Regions from separate parts of the Mus musculus genome. Here all the other regions are linked to region 2. A link is a contact called in public HiChIP or PLAC-seq and promoter capture Hi-C data. All regions are on one chromosome and are shown on one strand. The core of a region is the stretch at or near the end of the contact, and the rest is flanking DNA. Distances in the headings are between cores, read along the strand shown.

Region 1 (2,700 bases), core at 195-2,694, 700 kb before region 2:
AAGGCGTGCACCACCATGCCCGGCTTGTATATGGTGTTTTATCGGTATGTATGTCTGCACACAAGAGGGCATTGGGAGCCTGTCTCGAAACCCCCCCCCCCCAAAAAAAAGAAGAGGGCATTGGAAACCATAAGACTATAGTTACAGACAGTTGTAAGCTGCCTTGTGGGTGTTGGGAACTGACCTCAGGACCTCTGGAAGAGCAACTAGTACTCTTAACCTCAGAGCCATCTCTCCTGCCCCTCTTATTTACTTTATTTATTTTTTATTTTATTTTTCGAGATAAGGTTTCTTTGTGTAGCCCTGGCTATCCTGAATTAGCTCTGATCTAAATCAGGCTGGCCTCCAACTCACAGAGCTGCTCCTGCCTCTGCCTCCTGAGTGCTGGGATCAAAGGTGTGGTGTCACCACCCAGCTTCCTGTCATTTCCTTACAAGGCAGAAAATTAAAGTATCATAAATGGCTTGAGTAATGCATATATATTACATTATATCATTATACCGTTATACATGTATCATTATACATACATATATCATTATAAAGTATGTATCAGCAATTGTTCCAAGGCTGGAGAGCAGGACTCAATGGTTTGTGGAGTTGGAAGTCTGACCACAGAGGGAAAGGCTGGAAGCATGTGAGTTGCACGATACAAACTCTGGATTCTGAAAACTCGAGGTGCATGGAAGCAGTGTAGAAGGATTAAAGAGTGGTCAAACAACTCAGACATGGCGGTTCAGGCCTTGAATTCTGTGTTGGGAGGCAGAGTCTGGTAGATCTCTCTCAGTGAAATACATCACTACTATTAAAACAGTAACAGTTTACGGCCATAGTTTGGTTTCCTGTTTAAAATACCCTGACAAAAAGAACTTAGGAGAGAACTTTTTTTATTTTTGTTTTTGAGAGCTGGGGAGGGTTTCTCTGTATAGCCCTGGCTGTCCTGGAACTCACTCTGTAGACCGGGCTGGCCTCGAACTCAGAAATCTGCCAGGCCTCTGCCTCCTAAGTGCTGGGATTAAAGGCATGAGCCACCACTGCCCGGCCCCATATCTCTTTATGCATGTTCCTTCCCTCTAGCAAGCGACTCATTACTCGACAAAGGCCTGGCCTGCTGTAGCCTTTTCTACCCAGGATCTGAAGTAATAATTCTTTATCTCGTTTCCTATTGTGGTGGTGTACTAAATTTACGTCTTGTGTCTGCAGAACCAAGGGCTGCTCCTGGATTGCGGAGGTGGGTTGGGGGATAGAGGTGGGAGGAAAGGCCTCCGAGTGCCAATTGTCTGGAAGGGACAGCGTGACCCCGGGCATGCGCAGTCTGTTCTTGCTCAACTCTCTCGTTTCCACAAGGCCGGTCCCTTCAGCGCTGAGCTGCAGTTTCCGAGGACTTTATTTTTTGCTGCACCGCAGACGGTGCGGAGCGCCTGGCAGTACGCTTCCGGCTCCGGCACTTCCGGCGGCGTTGCGCTGAGTCTGAGCCACGGCGCTTGGCGGCTCCCGCCGCCTTCGTGCGGGTCCTGCTGGCGGCGCCGCGGGTCAGGCAGAGGCTACGGGGCCTTGTGTGCCCCTTTCTTTGGAGCGTGCCCGCAGTCACAGACCTTCATCGAGCCCTGGCCAACTCCGACGGTGCGGGAAGTAGTCCTAGTTCAAGCCCCGTGGACGTCCGGTGGCGGTCTCGGGCCCCAGCCAGCCCAGGGGTTAGGTAGGGGCAGCTCAGGGGGCTCTGGGCCCGACCAGGAAAGGAGCCGTGGAGGCTGACGTGCTCGCTACTCTCCCAACCCAAGATCCGAGGCGGCGTCAGGCCTCGTGCAGCCGGGTGGTCTCAGCTGTGCAGGTCCCACAGACCTGTTCATCCTCCACACCCGCTGCACCAGGCTGGCGTTTAAGGGGAGAAGGTCCAGAGAGGGTGAGTGGTATGTCAGGGTCACTGCCAGAAAGGTGGAGGGAGGGCACCTCAACCCTGTGCCTACGGATACCTCTCTTGTTTTCACCGTGTTCTTGGGAGAGCCGACAGCAAAAGCTGACGAGAGCGGTCAGCTCCTGGAGTTGAACTTCGTACCCTCCTGGGGTATGATGGTATACCATGGCTGAAATGAGCGCTTGTTCCTCTTCTGCCCTTAGTGTGGAGAGGATGCCCAAACTGCAGGGTTTTGAGTTTTGGAGCCGCACCTTGGGGGGTGCCCGACATGTGGTGGCACCCATGGTGGACCAGAGTGAGCTAGCTTGGAGACTTCTGAGCCGCCGCCATGGAGCCCAGCTATGCTACACCCCTATGCTACATGCCCAGGTCTTCGTTAGAGATGCTAACTACCGCAAAGAGAACTTGTATTGTGATGTGTGCCCCGAGGACAGGCCTCTCATTGTGCAGGTGAGCTGAGGGACTGGGTAGCACCTAAGCTCCAGACCCTGTATATAAGGACAGCATTCCCAAGCTGTCCCTGTCATATACATATAACCCAGGAGAAGGGTCGGGGTCCCTGAAGTCCTGCATGACACATGCTGCTGAGTGGGCATCCCCAGAACTGGGAACTAGCCAGAGTCCCGGTGAAGGGGCAGCTTGGAGGACGTGAGGAGTGTAGCACCAGTGTCACCTTGATCCTTCTCCGTCTCAGTACCCTCCTGTCGAGAACCAACAGTTCTTTACAAGTCTGTGCCAGTGGCTTCTGTTACATGTCATTATAGCTCATATTCCTAGTGGTTGTCATA
Region 2 (2,703 bases), core at 128-2,627:
CTACCACATCAAATGCCACCTTATCCCAACCACGCTAAAGAACTGAGATGCTAGTGTGTCTCGGGGGGTCCCAGCCTGGGCTCACCTACAGAGGACGCCTGGCCCCTGTGACTGAGAGTTTCTGTTATGAGATGGGCAGGGATGGAGGGGGAACCACAGGGGGGTGCCTTTATCTGGTCCAGGCAAAGCAGCAGATGGAGTCACACAATTCTGGTCAGCCACAGAGAGGGTGGCAGGGACAGCAGAAACTCTGAGCATTAGGAGTGTGTTTAGGGTTTCAATGACAGCTGCTGGCCACCAACCACAAGAGTAAAGGCTTGTGTCAAGTTAGAAGGAACAAGAAAAGCGCAACACCTGACGACTGAACAGCCTCTGCCGGGAAACCAAAGGCTGTATGTAGGTGAGGCTGGGCTGTAGTCAACTCAAACACTGCTCCTCATTCCCGCCGAGGCTACTGTGGACCTGCTTCTGATGCAGTGTGTCTGTCACCCTGGGTTCTTAACCACCGACCCTAGCTCTAGTGGAGGGGTCATGGGCAAAAAGGCCAGGATCAAGAACCCAAGCGGCTCTCAGCATCGCTTCCGTGCTGCAGGGAGAACCTGCTGCGGACCTTGCACTTTACTCCTCGGGGACAGGGTGCGTCAGGGGTGCGTGCCTAGCAGGACACTGCCCTGGCATCTAGCAGGAATTGCTGGGAGAAACCAAGTGGAGCTGGGGTCGGTCTCATCGGGTTGCCCATCGGCAAGACGCCAACAGCTAACTGGAGGCCCTGTCCCCTTGTCACTGGAGTTGCTTGGCGGAAAAGAGGACGCCAGACAGAGATGACGTAGCAGGGACACGCCCACCTACCGCGGCGGCGAAGCAGCTCCGCAGGGCCTCGAACTCGCGAACGCAGAGGTCCTTACTCAGGCGGCCTCCTGGGGCGGTGGACGCCTGCACGCACTTGCCATAAGCCGAGGCCTGAGGGAAGACGGGACAGTACAGGGACCTGACCCGAGTCGCCACCCATCCCGCTTCCGCTTCCGCTCCGTTCGCTCCGTACCTCAGCTCCACAGGCCGCCAGATGCTCGGGGAAGGCTCGGAAACGGCTCCGCACACGCCCCCACACCGCTCCGTTCACAGACATGAGCGGTCCTTTTAGGCTCTCGAGGGCGCCGCCATCTTGGGCCCTGCCTCTTCCGGAGTCGAACGCGTGAACATCCGGACTCTCCGCCTATCCTATTTTCTGGTTGGTCAGAGTCACAGTCCTGTGCTTCTGTAATTGGTCGCCGTTCTTGTCCGTCTCTTGCTGAGACTTTGGATTGGCTGAGACGCAGATGTTCCCGCCTTCGTGCCCGCCCCTTGCGAGCGATTGGTCGGGGGAGCGAGAGGAGCGCGACGATTGGAGGATCGAAGCCTGGCGGAAGCGGGGCAGTTTGGGAGGTTACCTGGACCATGGCAGCTGTGCCGCCCCTGCGGGACCGCTTGAGCTTCTTGCATAGGGTGAGTGAAACTCGCCGGGTGTGCTGACCTCCGGCGCCCGGGAACCTCGCTAGATTAGCGGGGACAGACACTGTCCAGCAGCTGCCGAGAATGAGTGTGCCTGCCGTGATAGCAGAAGGTTAACCCCAAGGGCGGCGGGCGATCTCCAGCGGGGCCCATCGGCTCTCCCCAGGCTTCATTTCAGAAGATCCTGGAAGCTCGTACATCTCTGGGGGACAGGGGGCATCTGGAAGGCCATAGCCACGGGGTGGCGAGAGCGGAGCCTGCTGCCAGCTGTTGACTGCAATAAATTGATTGCCTTGAGCTTTCTGACTGGATCTTGAGGGCACTGAGTGGCCCCAGGGACCCTTCTTAGGCTTTTAAGAGTCCCTGCTACAAGAGATCAGATCACTCAAGTCTGGGACAAGATCTGAAGTACTGAACTGTGCAGCTCCCTCCCTACAGATCCCCTTGAAGGCACTGTAGACAAATAGCACGGTGAAGACATACTTGTCTTAAATGTTCCTAAACCTCGCCCTCTCATCCAGATACTGATGGATGAGATGAGGTGTTCCCAGATTTCAACCAAGTAAACACCATAGGCTTGCAGGGACACGCAAGGAAGTAAGTAAGCAAGCACAACCAAGCTGATTCATGACTCAATAAGATGGAAGTTTGCTATCTTCAAGGAACCTTAAAGTCCCCAAGCTGAGCGGTTCTCACTCTTTGGGTCTGTACCCAGTAGTCTCACCCATCCAATGCACAGAAAGCCCTGAGATTCTTTCTGTTGCTGTTACTTAGTGTAGGAGGCAGGGGCTGAACCTCATCTTGACCTCGTTAGAGAACCTTTGTTGATTTTCCTCTTTCCCGGGTCACTCCTCCATGCCAGAGCAGAGCCTGTTTGCAGCTCTGCTTTGTGGCCCTTAGGGTGACTGTGGCCCTGCCCAGACTCTCTCCTGGGCAGTTTTAGCCCCAGTCAGCATGAGGCTTGCTTCCATTCCCTTCAGTGGCTGGGACCTACCCTGTCTAAGATGGCAGCTCACCATGGCCCTCATTCCCCTACAGCTCCCCATCCTGTTGAAGGGGACCTCAGATGATAGCATCCCATGTCCAGGCTACCTGTTTGAAGAGATCGCCAGTATCCTTCTGCACTGTTCCCATTGGTGGGTTTAGTGTTTAGTACGGAGGGGATCCTGACATAGCAGGAAGGGATACTGCATCAGGGTGGGGTTTTCTGCTATT
Region 3 (2,700 bases), core at 105-2,604, 660 kb after region 2:
CTCCTTTAAGAGCATATCACTATGGTCATGAAACCACCGGAAAACTTTGACACAGCGCTCCACGTCCCGGAGGCTGACGAAACCACATTCATTCTCCCTCTTCCTCATGAACATCTGCGAGGCAGAGAGCACATCTGCAATCACACAAGTCTCACTGGGATTCACAGAGACGGAGTCCACCAGTCTCTGTACGATCTGCTGGATGTAGAGCTTTTCTGCAGAGTCATTCAGCTGCCCAAAGTCCCATACCAAAGGAATGAGGCTTGGAGGCAGAGCATGAACACGGTAGACCAGCTGCCGCAGAGGGATGGAGCCCAGCCTGTCTGCAGTCTCCTCTGCACTCACTCTGTATCCCAAACCTGCTGACTCCAGGCGGAGGATCATCTCCTGGGAGTGCTTCCGATATGGGTTGCAGGCAGCAATGATATGCAGGCCAGAGTCCTCATGTAGGTGCTCACCATCCACTGTCCGATCACACAAGATCTCTTTGATACAGCTTACAGCTTCTGTTGTGTTGGCTTCATCAAAGAACAAGATGGTATCCAGCTTGTGCTGGGCCTTATTGGAGAAGGCTGTTCTCTCAGCCTCCTTGACCTTGGAGTAGATCATGGATGGTGTTGTCCCTCCATGGACCTTCACTAACTTCATCGTTTCTGCCTCCACACTACCACGCTTGAGGTCACTAAGAAATTTGATGAGCCTGGTTTTCCCACAGCCTGTCTCTCCCATGATGATAACAGGGATCCCACATCGGAACCGCATTTCAATGGCCAGGATCTTAAGCATATTGTCTGTGGTAAGTTCATATGTTTCATCAGGATCAATAGGCCACTCAATACCTAGTGCCAGGCAGAGTCTTTCAAGCTTCTCATATCTGGGCAAGTTATCAAAGTCAATGTTGAAGGGCACTCTCTGAAGCCTCAGCCCATCAAACAGTTCTTTGGTCATGACGTCTTTTTTGATGACCTTACCATTTGAGGGATTGATGGCATCAACATAGCCATTGTTATTGGTCTCCAAGTGAAAACCTATGAATGTCATGGTCATGTGGTCACCATTGAAGAAAACATATGGATGGGGCTCTGACTCCCACCTCTTTCGAAGAGAGAAGGGAGCTAGGTCTTCTTCAACAACTTCGCCAATGGTGACTGACTGCCTACCTGGGCTTTGGTCTGAAGTGTGAAGAGTCGGAGTAGCAAAATCCCTGGCCATTAAGATCATGAAGGTCACCACAAAGTTCTTGAAGCCCCGAAGTGTGTCTCCAGTAAAAGCTGACTTGCAAAAGATAGACGCCTCACAGTCTTTGAGCTGACAGTTCAGAAACCAAGCAAAGTTCCGAAGCTCTGACCAGGAAGGGTTTATGAGGCCACAGTAAATGAGGAAGTGCTGCAGGCACTCCTCAGGAGAGCCTTCCACAGAGCCTTTTTCATACTGAAATGTGTCCAGGTTCTGCTGCTGATGGAACCGTTTTAAATACTGGTAAGGTCGTTGGAAAGCTTCACTGCAGAACTCCACTGGGTCCATGGCAGGGTCTGTGTGGCTCCTCTCTGGAGTCAGCTCCATGTCTATCACTTCCTTGGGAGGACGGCAGGTGACTTTGGGGAAGAGATCAAGAAACTTGAACAGGGGTGCACGTGCGTTCTGCAAAAAGGAATCACAGATAAAAAAGATGATCACTGAATTCCCTAACCGCTGTCTTTCTGTCTTAACTCTCCACACAGTCTGCACTGAACTTAATTTGTCCCCATGGACTGGAAACTTTTGCCTGCTAAGGGTTTAGAGAACTAAATTAGAAGACACATCCCTAACAAAGATGCATTTTCTAACACAATCAAGGGCTTGTGTCTTCACTATGCACATACACCTGTGAGTATGTGTGAGCTCCAAACCTCTTCAAGTACCAAGTTCCTCTTCAGGTCCAAGAGGACCTCATTGCCTCTGGTGCCTGAGGTTATAGAGGTTATAGAACTAATACGCCTTCCCTGAACACTTGGATACCAACAAGAAAAGTCTCCTTAATATAGGTGTGTGCCAGGCTCTGCATTTACTAACATCTACGCACCTTAGGCTTATACATTCCACATATGCTGTTATCTTTTTTATTTTGTTTTGGAGACAGAGTTTCTCTGTGTAGCCCTGGCTATCCTGGAACTCACTTTGTAGACCAGGCTGGCCTCGAACTCAGAAATCCGCCTGCCTCTGCCTCCCAAGTGCTGGGATTAAAGGCGTGCGCCACCACGCCCAGCTATGCTGTTATCTTTGATGTCTTTCAGGTTCCGGCCCCAGGTTGCACTTTGAACAATTTGAACAGAGATGATCAGGTGTACAGATACACATCAGTGTTGCTCTTTGTGAATACTTGTTATCCAGGGTCATCTTGCCAACCTGGCAGATTTGTACTTTTCACAGTAAAGAGCATAGGAAACTTAATGGCAGACCAGAACCCTGTGCTACCCCCATGAGCCTCATGTGTTTTCGTAAGGGGATGGACCTAAGAACCAGTTGTAAGTTAAGGTTGTCTCCTTTTGTTATGGGACTGGAGCCTAACTAGAGGTCAGTCTCAATAAATAAGCTCTCAGTAACCCCTTAGCTTTAAGCCGGCACAGAATTTTCTTTCCTCCCGGTTCTATTTCTAACAAACCTGGTTAGGACACTAATCTTCCAGTCATATCGGAGGCGGGACTCCTATAGCTAAATTTT
Region 4 (2,700 bases), core at 192-2,691, 790 kb after region 2:
CTCTCACACAATACTCACACACACTCACACACACACTCACACACACTCTCACACACACACACACTCTCACACACACTCACACACACATACTCACACACATACACACATATACACACACTCACACACACACAGTGGATGAGCTGGGTGTGGTCCCAGCTGGTTGGGAAGCACCCACGACCTTAATCCTGGGCAGCAGAGCAAGACTTGGTCTCAGAAAACAAACAGAAAGTGGGGCTGGTAGGAGGGAACTTATAAGGTTAGAGATAGGGGTGAGTCCAAATGAGAAAGAAAATTTGCCTCAGATCTGGCACCCTCGGGGTAGCCTTAGCTCTCTAGAATCTTCTCACCCTGCCCAACACTAGAGTAGCCTTCCTGCATGCACGGTCCTCCTCTTAGGAGACCTTCCCGTCAGTCAGCCTTCTCAGAACCCAAGGCTCAGCCTCTTGCTTTGTCTGATAGGAAGAAACCTCTCTTCTCTCCCTCTCCCTCTCCCTCTCCCTCTCCCTCTCCCTCTCCTTCTCCCTCTCCCTCTCCCTCTCCCTCTCCCTCTCCCTCTCCCTCTCCCTCTCTCATACACACACATTCTCTCTCTTATACACACACACTCTCATGTACACATATACACACTCTTACATATGAACACACACACTCTCATGTACACATATACACACTCTTACATATGAGCACACACACTCTCTTTTATACACATACACACACATATACACAGTCTCTTACACATGATCATACACTGTTTCTCCTCTCTCTATCTTATACACACACACATATACACACTCACGCACTCTCACCCACACGTATACACACTCTCTTACACATGAGCACACACACACACACACACACACACACAGCCTGGACGGAAGGTTAGAACACGTGGCTGACATATGTAGCAGCTAAGCCGAGGGCCACCCAGCCAAGAGGGGAGGACGGTCCCCTTTGTATTCTTCTGCTAAAATCCAGTCCCTTGGTCCCAGAAATATCAGTGAGAATCCGTCCACTGCCTCCAGACACCTGCTTTCCCCTCCACTCAACCTCAGTAACCCGAAGGTGTGACCATAAATCCCAGCATTCCTTCCACCCGTCAGCCCCTCTGGCTCTGTGGGGGGATGGGTGCAGCAGCTCGAGAATGTTCCTGCGCTTTAATCAAGCACAGCGAGACAAACCGTTCCCTTCATTTCCCAGGCGCCATCTCCTCTCAATGAGGGAGATGGCCGCAGCCCCTCTTTGCCTCAGAACAGCTGGGACCCTGTCCTGACCTGTCCATTGTCCTGACCTGTCCACAGTCCCTCTGGCATGCTGACTGGTTCTGGTGGGACAGACTCTGCATTTGCCTTCCTGTCCTGTAGCAGTGATGGTCGGAGGCTCAGTCTTAGGCTGGGCTGGGCTGTACAGCAAGTGAGGAGCAGGTTTGATGGCACAGTCATCTGGGATCTTCCCACAGGAGCAGGGCCTTATATACAAGGCTTAAGTGCAAAGGGAAGGGCCAGCACATTCCCTCCTCTTGGGTCTGATTGGCTGATGTGAGAGTTGCCACCACCTGTTGGGAGATGCCAGGTATCTGGTCTCCCCACTGAGGGCTGTGATAGAGGGTGTGGTGGCAGCCAGGAGAACCGTCCCTCCTTCCTGAGCTGTCAGCCCAGTTCATTTGCCTCTACTCTTGGAAAGAACCTAGGAGGGTTGAGATGACTTCGGGGCCTTCCTCGTTCCCATAACCAATTACAGGAATTGCATAATGATTCCAGCAGGCCCATTAAAGGTCAGCATGTCATAAGGGGACTTGGGCTGTGCCAAAAGGGACTCTTTCTGGAATCTAATTGCTTTACTGGCTGGGATCCTTACATCTACATCCGTGGTCCTCCTCTTCTGCACAGTGGCTCTTTGACCCCTCCCACTGCCAGCACTCAACACAGCAGGCAGTGACCCAAGCACTCCCTCTGGTGTGCGGGCACCCAAGAGTGCAGTGCCCAGTCTGCAGTGCTTATGGGGTACCTGCTGAGCGCCCACACCTCTCACCTCCTTTAGGCATGCAGGCCTCCTTCCAAGTCTGAGGCTCCGGGCTTACTCCTACACCAGCCTTTGCACCTGCTGTTCCCGCTGCCAGGAACTTCCCTCACCTCCTTCTGACACCACTCCAGGTCCAGCTTCCCATAAAAAAGGCCCTTCCAGGCCTTTCTATTTTAAACTGCAGGCTTCTCGTCTGGGCCCTCCCTCCCCCTTGGCCTGTTTCACTTGTCTGCCCAGATCTATTTTGTGGTCTGTTTTTATTTTTTTCTCCCCCATGGCACATGACAGTTCTCGTCTTTCTTGTTCTCTGTTCAGCCCCACCCCTAGGACAGTTGCATGAATGTGGGGCAATGGAATATGCACAGACGGCCTGGTCTCCAGTCGAGCTGAGGCCATGAACCTTGGTGAAACCCGGTGGTGGTAATTTTCGCCTACATGGAATGGAAGGAGTTCTCTCATGTCTCCTAGACCCCTGGCTCCTGTCGAAGTTACTGCCCCCACAGCCCCCACAGGAGAGGCTCATGGCTTTCAGTCATGTAGACAATGTCCCAAGCTTCTGACCTTCAGGCTAGACTCCTCACAGTTACCTAGCAACAGCAAGATAACAGCCCACTATAAGAGGGGCTGCTTGGCCCCTCCTCGTTTTCTAAGCTCTCTTTCTCCAAGCTTTTACCTCTCTCT
Region 5 (2,700 bases), core at 184-2,683, 680 kb after region 2:
AAGAAAGTCAGTGAAAAGACAGTGAAAAAGTCCGCTAGCATTTCCAAATGGAGGCGCACAGACTCAGGTGGGGGAGTGACCCACAACAATGAGAGAACACTATCTCAGCTGCACAAGGCAACTGAAGGTGACAAGAAGAATCAAGTTCAGAAGCCGGGCGTGGTGGCGCCCAGCAGAGGCAGGTGGACTTCTGAGTTCGAGGCCAGCCTAGTCTACAGAGTGAGTTCCAGAACAGCCAGGGCTACACAGAGAAACCCTGTCTCAAAAAACCAAAAAAAAAAAAAAAAAAAAAAATCAAGTTCAAAGAGAGGTAGGAAGATCTGACGAGGCAGCCACGGAATGCAGCTCTCTCCGGCAAGCACAAAGGACTGCAAGCTGGTGAAGGTGCAGGTGTACTGGGCCACCTCTAGGGACACCAATTTTGCTCTTCAGTTTAACTTAAAGTTCCCAAGGGGAAAACAAGGAGTGGACCTGTGCTCAGGGTAGGATGGTCCCCAGTGTGTTCTGTCAACAGTGGGAAAGAAGTACCCAGTTAACAGTGGGGTTCTGCTCTTTAGCTTGCCCTTGGACATCAGAAGCCTGGCCTACCACCTCCCTCCCTCCCTCCAACCCAAGCCCCAGAACTGCCTCCAGCCCAGAGAGAGCTCAGCTGGAACAGAGAGCCTCAGTCAACTCCCTCATGGCTGAATCAGCTCGGATTCCCTTTCAAATTGAGGTTACCGGAAGCCTACGCCTCCAATACAGTGTCAGACGAACAAGTCCCACTCACCCCTGGAGGACTGAGCTCAAGCAGTTTACAGATAAGCTCAGCAGACAGGGCAGGAATCTCAAAGAACTGGTGGTTAGCTGTGATGTTGCAGACAGTTTCATGGAGGGTCAAACACTCAGTCAAGTAGATCTGTAGCAGGTTCTCCCCAAAGATCCTACCCAAAAAAAGTACAGAGAAATCATTGAAATAGGTGAGAAATGAGAATAGCGAAGAGGGGAAGAAAAAGGTTAAATTAAAAAGAGCGGGTCCTCTGTGTGGGGTGTCTCCTGGCCTACACGTGCTGGTTCGTGTTTACTGAGTGTGTTTGCACACGGGGCAAGCAGGGGTTTAACTACTCAGCATGCCTGACATGCTGGGTTTCAATCCTCAGTTTGCAAAAGAAAAAGGGGGTGGAGGCTGGAGAAAGGGCTCAGTAGTCAAAAGCACTTGCTGTACTATCGGAGGACTTAAAGTCTGGGTCCCCACAGAACAAATGTCTGTGACTCCAACTCATGGCAGCTGCAGGCTGAAGTCAAGGCAGAAAAAGATCTGACCATCAGCACTGGTCTCTCCCCACTTCCTGACTTCAGATGCAGCTCGAGACCTGCTTCCTGCTCCCCTGACAGGGCTTCCCCACCGGTGTGGACTGTAGCCCTCAAACAGTGAGAGAGAACTCACCCTTCCTCCAACTGCCTGTGCTCGGCTCCTGGTCAGAGCCAGGGGAACAGGAAGTCATACGATCACGTTTGACTTCTCCAAACGCCTGATTGCCTCCAGATGGAAGCCAGGACTCGGGAAGTACCGTGAAGGGACACACAGCAAATGGAGCAGGGGCAAACCTTGATCAGCCAGAGCTGGACACACAGCGCTTCATGGCTTGGAAAGCGTGGTGTTGGTTTGCAATCTCCCCAGTGAGGCAGCATGTGTGCAGGAAGCTGTGGCCAGCAGGGACAGCCACCATTCCTCCCAGAGCTGTGTGGAAAACAAAGCTGCCTTTGGCCTCTCTACTTACCTGTGCTGATAAATGTCCACAAGGTGCATCAGCATTTTAAAGACGTTCTCGACATCCTAAGACAGTGAAGAGAAGGGAGGATGTAATCTTGACGTGGCTGTGTTTGTGGAGATTGAGCCAAGAAAAGAAAGGCCTCTGGACACACAGAGCACTGATTCCAAACAGCTACGCTTCTGCCTCACATTAGTAAAGTCACAATACAAAATCACAAGGCTTTCTGTCTTCTGAGCATACCTGTGTGTGTGTGTGTGTGTGTGTGTGTGTGTGTGTGTGTGTGTGTGTGTGTGTGTGTGTTTTCACACGTGTGTAGTAGACTGTGTTTGCTCAGAAGCCATCCATTTGCTTCTGAGACAGCATCTCTCATTGGCTTGGAAATCACCAGTTAAGTGGCTGGACAGTAAGCAAGGATCTGGCCCCTGTAAGTGCAGGCCACAGTGTGCTGGGAGTCAGTGTGGTTCCATTCATTCAGATCCTCAAGCTTGTGTGGCAGGCAGGCACTTTACCAAATGGACCATCACCCAGCCTGATAGATCCATGTTCTCTGTGTGTCTCAGGTCACACCCACCCTGCCTTAGAGTTCCACCAAGCACAGCTGTTTAAAGAAATTAAGATAGAAGTTGAAAAAGCTATTGATAAACTCAGGCAAACTAGCCTTTGCCCACAGGAAACATCACCACACCTAGCAGAACCAACGTCATTACATCTGACTAAATCTACACGCCACCACCACCCCCACCCCACCCCTCTCGTGTGTGTGTGTGTGTGTGTGTGTGTGTTTTCACTCCTCCCTCACTCACCTCTCTTTCCTTGGGCTTGTGGTGCTGAGGATGAGACTCGGGCTTTTGCTCTAACACTGAGTGCTCCCCGCCCTGTGGCAGTTAACCTGTTCTTCCTAAGCCAGCACTTGCTAACCTGTCCCCACAACACACCTTCTTCATGT
Region 6 (2,700 bases), core at 156-2,655, 890 kb before region 2:
CAAGTAATAAGAAGGGTGTGCAGAGCCCTAGGCACGCAGCAGCTCACACCCTCGGCTCTCTATTCCAGACAGAGCAGGTGCTCCCAGAGGGAAGACCGCTAGGCAAAGATCAGGCCCGAGGTTGGTAAGAGAGAGGTTAGGCCAGATACCAGGTTTGCTGTTTTCAGTTCAATATAGGGGCTTCTCAGATGAAGTTAGGTATTGTTCATCAACAGAAAAAAAATTATACTTGAATTCTGTCAGTAAGATTATTTTTACTAGTTTGGCCGCATCTGGCTCTGACTCCTGGACTAAAAAGCTAGGCAGTTCCCATACCTGCCGCTCAGTGACCACTGGTTTCAGTTTGCCTTGTGGTGTCTTCTGTCTCCGGCTGTGTAATGCTCCCCAACCTGACTGCCAACTGTGTGCAGGCAGGCACTGCAGGACCACCAAAAGGAAGGGTGGTGGAGCTGGGAGACTAGAAGACATGTCAGCTCCACGTGCTTCTGCAGGGCTGCTGAGTTGTCATGCAGCGTGATACCCTGTGCAGATGCTACGGGTGCTAGCTGACCAAATAGAAGCATTACACTCATCTGTGACTCTCGTGTTTCTGGCTGGGTGAGAGTGGGCCTAGAAAAGCATCTATTTGGAAGGTTGTCCCCTCCTGGTTAGGGGGCACCTCCTGTGTGGTAGCTCCTCCAGAGTCCCTCCTCAGTGGTCAGAATGGACAGCCAAGTCTTGGAAGCTGGCCGTCAGCCTGAACTTCAGAATTCATGTTTGTGTTTGCCAGGGGAACATGCAGATCCAATGCAGACCAGATAAAAATGTTGACTCTCTCTCCAGGCAGACAGCCCTGGAGAGCGATCAGAGTCTGAGACATACCCTCTACACCCTCAGTGAACTCAACACTGACCTTCCTGCCCACAGTGGGTCCCAGGAAGACCTCTTTTCTTCCACCCTTGTGTGCAAGAAGCTGGCAGGCAGCAGCAGGCACGTTTTGCACCATTCAAAGCCCACAACTGGTGATTCCTACAAAAGCTAACTGTCTACCTGTGATCTCAGAGCTAGGCCTGGACCGCCCTCTCTGCCCTTTTCCCCTATCTGTAAAGGGCCTTTCCCGGGGTCTACAAAAGGAACTGCTATTCGGCTTCTCTCTGCCTGTTTAGGGGCAGGGTCGCTATAGCCCAGGCTGGTCTCGAACTCCCAAGGGCTGGAACTACAGGCATTTCTTACCACACATGGCTTAGCTTCCTCGGACTTCTATTGGAGACAAATGGGAAGACCAAAGAGACCAGCTGGAGTCATCCTGCGGGAACGGTGGACACTGGGACAGAGAAACAGGCCTGGTTGCGACTGCGCAATCCATCAAGTAGCCAAGCCCCGCCCCCGAGCACGGTGGCCCCGCCCCCTTGGGTTGCTAGGGGAAGTGACGTCACAGCGCGATGGCGGCGGCTCCTTTAGGCAGCTGAAGGGGGATTTAGGCCCGGAAGATCCGAGTCCATCCGCGGCGGGGAGAGGGCGAGCGGGGCCGGCAAGGGCCGGAGCAGCGGCGGCGGCGCTCGGACTGTCCCATCCGCCCCGTATTGAGGCGCTGAGAGCGACGGGGCGACCGGAAAGCGATGGTGAAAGCGGGGCCGTGAGGGGGGCGGAGTCGGACCGGACCCGCAGTAGCGGCAGCAGCGGCGCCGCCTCCCGGAGCGCAGACCCAGGAAGCGGCCGGGCGGGCAGTAGCGAGCCGCACCGCTGCCATGGAGCTGAGGGTCGGGAACAGGTACCGACTGGGCCGCAAGATCGGCAGCGGCTCCTTCGGAGACATCTATCTCGGTGAGGCCCGGCGCCATCGAGCGCCCGGGGGCCTTGCGGATCGGCGGGCGGGGTCCCCGGCAGGCCGAGGCCTGCGGAGGGCCGGAGTGGACGTTCGGCATCCCCGCAGCCGAGGGCCCGGGCACCGGCCTCGGCCAGACACCAACGGCCGCTGTGCGAGCGCGGCCGGGGGGCTGGGCGCGGCGCGGCGGGTCGGGGTGGGGTGCGGGGAAGGGCTGGAAGGACAGGCCGGTCTTGGGGACTGCAGGCCGGGGGGCAGAGCTCGGAGCGTGTCTGGGGATGGTCGGGGACCCGGGAGAGGAAGAAGGAGGCCTAGAGGCGGGGGCCAGCGGGCCTCGGTGGTGGGGTGTCAGAGGGCGTGGGAAAAGGACTGGGGGCGGGGGCCGGGGGGGGACAGCGGGGAGGGGGAGGGGAGAGCGGGGCAGGGGAGGGCAGCAGGCTGGGGGTGGGGCCCGGAGGGGGCAGGGCCTGGGCCGGGCGTCAGCATCCTCCCCCACCTAAGGTCACCGCAGTAAACAAAGGCCATGCTCTGCTCCGCCAAGGGTCTGGTGCTGTTCCTCAGCTCTGCAGTGGCGTCCTGGATGTTTTCATGTGTGGGGGAGAAATGTCAAAATAAGCCAGATGTAGTGTGGAGGTGGGGAGTGTCCCGGTCAGAAATGGGGGAAACGACCGGCTGATTTCTGAGGGTTCTTGGAGCAGTCTGGGCCTGCTCTTTTCCACAATGGCATCTCCACTTAGCTGACCCGCTAAAGGGATCACCCATAGCCTCCTGGCTGCCACTCTCCTCCAAATCAGGACTGAAAATGTTCCCTGTGCCTGGCCTGAAAGGCCTTGGTTTGGTTGGGGTCTTGAGGATATGTTGAGCATCTAAGTTGACTACTGGACACCCGGAAATCA
Region 7 (2,734 bases), core at 148-2,647, 830 kb after region 2:
CATGGTGGTTCCGAGGACCCCTACACCATGCACCAAGTTTGGCAATTCACTAGACTATCTCACAGAACTCAGAAAAGCACTTCACTTATATTTACTGGTTGGTTGGTTTTGAAAGCTGTAACTCAAGAACAGCCAGAATGAAGAAATGGGTGGAGAACGGTTGGGAGTGGCTCCCAGGCTCCCAACACTCAAATGTGTTGATCAACTGGGATGGTCTCTGAACCCACGTGGCTGCCATGTTGAGACAGGGTCTGCAGTAGCCCAGGCTTGCCTTAACTTGCTATGAAGCCAGGGATGGCTTGGGTCCCTGCCACCATCTCCTACACGCTGGGCTTTCTGGCATTGGAGACCACAGCCAGCTCTGTTCAGTTCTGTGGGCCTTCGGTTACGTAGGCATGACTGAAATCCGTTACCATGGTGAGTGATTCTCCAGCATCTTGAGGGAGTTGGAGTGCTTGCGTAGGCTGCAGTTTCCTACCCTCCAATCACGCCTTGGTCTTTCAGGTGCCCAGCGGCCATAATGAGCCACCATAATGAGCCACAGAAAGATCCAGTGTGTGGATCTGGCTCGAAGACCAGAGACCCATTTTGTCTTTACTGCCGAGTAAGGCCCAGCTCCACCTGGCCCTTCCAGACGTAAGTGACACTGACCATGATTCAGCATCTAAGGACACTCGCAGGCTCAAATTCTGCGGGGCAGGGTGGGAATCTGCATTTTCCAGGACCCTCCAAGGAGGCCGCAGGGCGCAACTCAGAAACACACGCATTAGAACAAAGTCCCAGAAACTGGGAGCAGGCAGCTGAGGCCCGTTCTCTCAGCCACAATTTAGAGAAAAAAACATGGGAAGGAACTGAACTCAGAGGCCACGGCTGACCTGGTGACCTCAAGCTTGCTTTCTGGAAAGCAGCTGGATCGCTGCGTCACCAGGCACAGGCGTGTCCAAATCCAACCTGTCAGACACGGGAGGTCAAAGTGAAGGTTCTCGGTTTCTCTGTGCCTCAGTTTCCCCCTGCGTCACATACACACAGAGCTTTGCCCGCCTGGTACTGCGGGCACGAACTAGAATCCCGGACTTTACCGGAGCCTGCTGTCTTACTAAGGTCACCGTCCGTGGCTGCCTGGGTCGGGGGTCTCACCTATGCCGCGTGTCTCTGCTCGATTCTCCAAAGCAGGAACTCGCTGACAGTCGGCCCTGCCTGCCTGGAGGAGGCCGCTCCTCCGGAGGCTCTGGGGCCGGAGACAGCCTTCACCAGCTCGCCCAGCTCACCTGCGCAATCACCCTCCAGGCCGAAGACCCCCAGGCTCAGCGGGCAGCGTGGGTCACGTGGTCTGTGGGCGGGGCTCGTCCGCGCGGACCTCGTCACACGACCTCCTGCGTAGGCGGCGGAGTCCGTGTGAGTGTTATCGCTGCGCCCCCTAGTGGCTGAGGGCGACAGTGAGCGCAGGTGTTGGAATGGCAGCCATAGGACGTCATCGCGTTGCAAAAGCTCCAGTAGATTAAACCAGCCCAGACCTGGAGTCAGAGTCAAACACGTGATCGCACAGAAAACCTACGATGGTGAAACAGTAAATGATCCGGGGCATTTGATATAAGTATGATGCAGGTCATACATTGAGCCAGAAGCCCGGGGTAGTAGTGCAGGCATGTGATCCCAGCACTCGGGAAGCAGCAGCAAGAAAGATTGACAATTTGAGGCCAGCATACGACACCTGGTGAAACTCTGTTTCAAAAACCAAAGTTGGCAGGCCGGATGTAGATAGGGGTAGAGCACTGGCCTACCATGTGCAAGGCCCTGACTCTCCTGTACTGCTGGGACCACTGGGGGGTGGAGGGGCATTTGTGCCTCTGGCTGTCAAACTTTTGAAACAATGTACACCAAGAAATTCAACGCCCCCCTCCCCATCCCATGCTGGGAGAGGAGAAAGGCCTGAGAAGACGGTGTCCTCAGCTCTGGCAGCTTGTCGGAGCACAGTGTGTGCAGGCAGGATAATGAGAGCCAAGAGGACTGGCCAGCGAGGGAAGGTGGATGGACTCTGGCCAGCTTGAATGTGCTGAGCTTGGCTCTGGCAATCTTTCCCTTGTGCCCATTCCCTCTGCCTTGCTAAAGAAAAACAAAACAAAACAAAACAAACAAACATTAGATTACATTCCTAAAGCTAGCCATCAAGGTCTCTTCCCTTATTTGGCCACTTCCTCCGCCTAAGGCTGACTGCCAGGGGCCAGCTGTTAAAGTATTGAAGTCCAGCAATCCGAAGCCCCCTTTGGTTCATGTAATTAATACACCAAACCAAACCTTACCACCGCATGCTAGCCCATCCTAACACAGGCCTCCCCTTCTCTCTTCTTTTTTTTTTTTTTTTTTTTTTGTGTGGTTTTTTGAGACAGGGTTTCTCTGTGTAGACCAGGCTGGCCTCGAACTCAGAAATCCGCCTGCCTCTGCCTCCCGGGTGCTGGGATTAAAGGCGTGCGCCACCACGCCCGGCCCCTTCTCTCTTCTTAAAAATGACACCAGCAGCCAACAATGGCAGCACACGCCTTTGATCCCAGCACTGTGAGGCAGAAGCAAGTGGAGCTCTGATTTTCAGGACAGCCTGGTGTACATACAGAGTGAGTTCCAGGATAGCCAACGGTACACAGAGACCCTGTCTTGGGCCCGCCCATCCCCCCTTACACCTGCCGAGTCATTTGCTGCTGTTCTTCACCTTTGTTCCTGGTGGCTTGTGCCTATTCTG

Evidence for each region. Promoter capture Hi-C pulls out the DNA fragments that hold promoters and counts their contacts. HiChIP or PLAC-seq counts read pairs in DNA pulled down with a chosen protein or histone mark.
Region 1: a promoter capture Hi-C map of pre-B cells shows a contact between it and region 2, with 2.1 times the contacts expected there. The contact joins the promoter of Dus1l here to the promoter of Tepsin in region 2. A contact is called at or near these places in 2 of 39 promoter capture datasets (liver and pre-B cells).
Region 3: a contact with region 2 is called in an H3K4me3 HiChIP or PLAC-seq map of bone marrow-derived macrophages, with 4 times the contacts expected there. The contact joins the enhancer-like site here to the promoter of Tepsin in region 2. A contact is called at or near these places in 13 of 39 promoter capture datasets (the 3T3-L1 cell line, 3T3-L1-derived adipocytes, the C10 cell line and 7 more), 3 of 115 datasets of contacts at active chromatin or transcription factors (T-cell acute lymphoblastic leukemia, bone marrow-derived macrophages and large pre-B cells) and 1 of 9 other capture datasets (liver).
Region 4: a contact with region 2 is called in a promoter capture Hi-C map of pre-B cells, with 5 times the contacts expected there. The contact joins the promoter of Card14 here to the promoter of Tepsin in region 2. A contact is called at or near these places in 7 of 39 promoter capture datasets (the 3T3-L1 cell line, the C10 cell line, hippocampal neurons and 3 more), 2 of 484 Hi-C or Micro-C datasets (CD4 T cells and olfactory sensory neurons), 6 of 115 datasets of contacts at active chromatin or transcription factors (astrocytes, bone marrow-derived macrophages, embryonic stem cells and 2 more) and 1 of 9 other capture datasets (liver).
Region 5: an H3K4me3 HiChIP or PLAC-seq map of bone marrow-derived macrophages shows a contact between it and region 2, with 2.5 times the contacts expected there. The contact joins the enhancer-like site here to the promoter of Tepsin in region 2. A contact is called at or near these places in 8 of 39 promoter capture datasets (the 3T3-L1 cell line, the C10 cell line, embryonic stem cells and 4 more), 3 of 115 datasets of contacts at active chromatin or transcription factors (T-cell acute lymphoblastic leukemia, bone marrow-derived macrophages and pancreatic cancer cells) and 1 of 9 other capture datasets (adipose tissue).
Region 6: a contact with region 2 is called in an H3K27ac HiChIP or PLAC-seq map of thymic regulatory T cells, with 5 times the contacts expected there. The contact joins the promoter of Csnk1d here to the promoter of Tepsin in region 2. A contact is called at or near these places in 2 of 39 promoter capture datasets (erythroid cells and pre-B cells) and 2 of 115 datasets of contacts at active chromatin or transcription factors (large pre-B cells and thymic regulatory T cells).
Region 7: an H3K27ac HiChIP or PLAC-seq map of embryonic stem cells shows a contact between it and region 2, with 5 times the contacts expected there. The contact joins the promoter of Gaa here to the promoter of Tepsin in region 2. A contact is called at or near these places in 9 of 39 promoter capture datasets (3T3-L1-derived adipocytes, cranial neural crest, embryonic stem cells and 5 more) and 4 of 115 datasets of contacts at active chromatin or transcription factors (astrocytes, bone marrow-derived macrophages, embryonic stem cells and 1 more).

The regions. Positions count from the first base shown.
Region 1 is chr11:120,795,139-120,797,838 of GRCm38.p6, reverse strand. Dus1l (dihydrouridine synthase 1-like (S. cerevisiae)) reads left to right here and starts at 1,444. Exons shown (of 14, transcript NM_026824.4): 1 at 1,444-1,696; 2 at 2,116-2,362. The coding sequence starts at 2,126.
Region 2 is chr11:120,097,405-120,100,107 of GRCm38.p6, reverse strand. It overlaps Tepsin (TEPSIN, adaptor related protein complex 4 accessory protein), which reads left to right and starts at 1,377. Exons shown (of 13, transcript NM_183137.2): 1 at 1,377-1,482; 2 at 2,527-2,599. The coding sequence starts at 1,435. It overlaps Ndufaf8 (NADH:ubiquinone oxidoreductase complex assembly factor 8), which reads right to left and starts at 1,174. Exons shown (of 3, transcript NM_001110242.1): 1 at 1,043-1,174; 2 at 850-960. The coding sequence starts at 1,126.
Region 3 is chr11:119,439,130-119,441,829 of GRCm38.p6, reverse strand. Rnf213 (ring finger protein 213) reads right to left here. Exons shown (of 68, transcript NM_001040005.3): 29 at 1-1,641. Among named protein-coding and RNA genes, the nearest start is that of Mir1932, 50 kb to the right of the region's middle. Within about 2 kb of position 1,354, at least 2 of the 459 cell types and tissues checked have an H3K27ac peak or open chromatin away from gene starts, as enhancers often do. A contact at or near this core is called in bone marrow-derived macrophages, where this site is marked.
Region 4 is chr11:119,306,509-119,309,208 of GRCm38.p6, reverse strand. It overlaps Card14 (caspase recruitment domain family, member 14), which reads right to left and starts at 1,441. Exons shown (of 23, transcript NM_130886.4): 1 at 1,272-1,441.
Region 5 is chr11:119,418,289-119,420,988 of GRCm38.p6, reverse strand. Rnf213 (ring finger protein 213) reads right to left here. Exons shown (of 68, transcript NM_001040005.3): 12 at 2,690-2,700; 13 at 1,761-1,816; 14 at 770-923. Among named protein-coding and RNA genes, the nearest start is that of Mir1932, 29 kb to the right of the region's middle. Within about 2 kb of position 1,433, at least 56 of the 459 cell types and tissues checked have an H3K27ac peak or open chromatin away from gene starts, as enhancers often do. A contact at or near this core is called in T-cell acute lymphoblastic leukemia, bone marrow-derived macrophages and hematopoietic stem and progenitor cells, where this site is marked.
Region 6 is chr11:120,990,038-120,992,737 of GRCm38.p6, reverse strand. Csnk1d (casein kinase 1, delta) reads left to right here and starts at 1,405. Exons shown (of 10, transcript NM_027874.2): 1 at 1,405-1,803. The coding sequence starts at 1,728. It overlaps LOC115486436 (a long non-coding RNA gene), which reads right to left and starts at 1,374. Exons shown (of 2, transcript XR_003949839.1): 1 at 1-1,374.
Region 7 is chr11:119,266,626-119,269,359 of GRCm38.p6, reverse strand. It overlaps Gaa (glucosidase, alpha, acid), which reads right to left and starts at 1,397. Exons shown (of 20, transcript NM_008064.4): 1 at 1,138-1,397.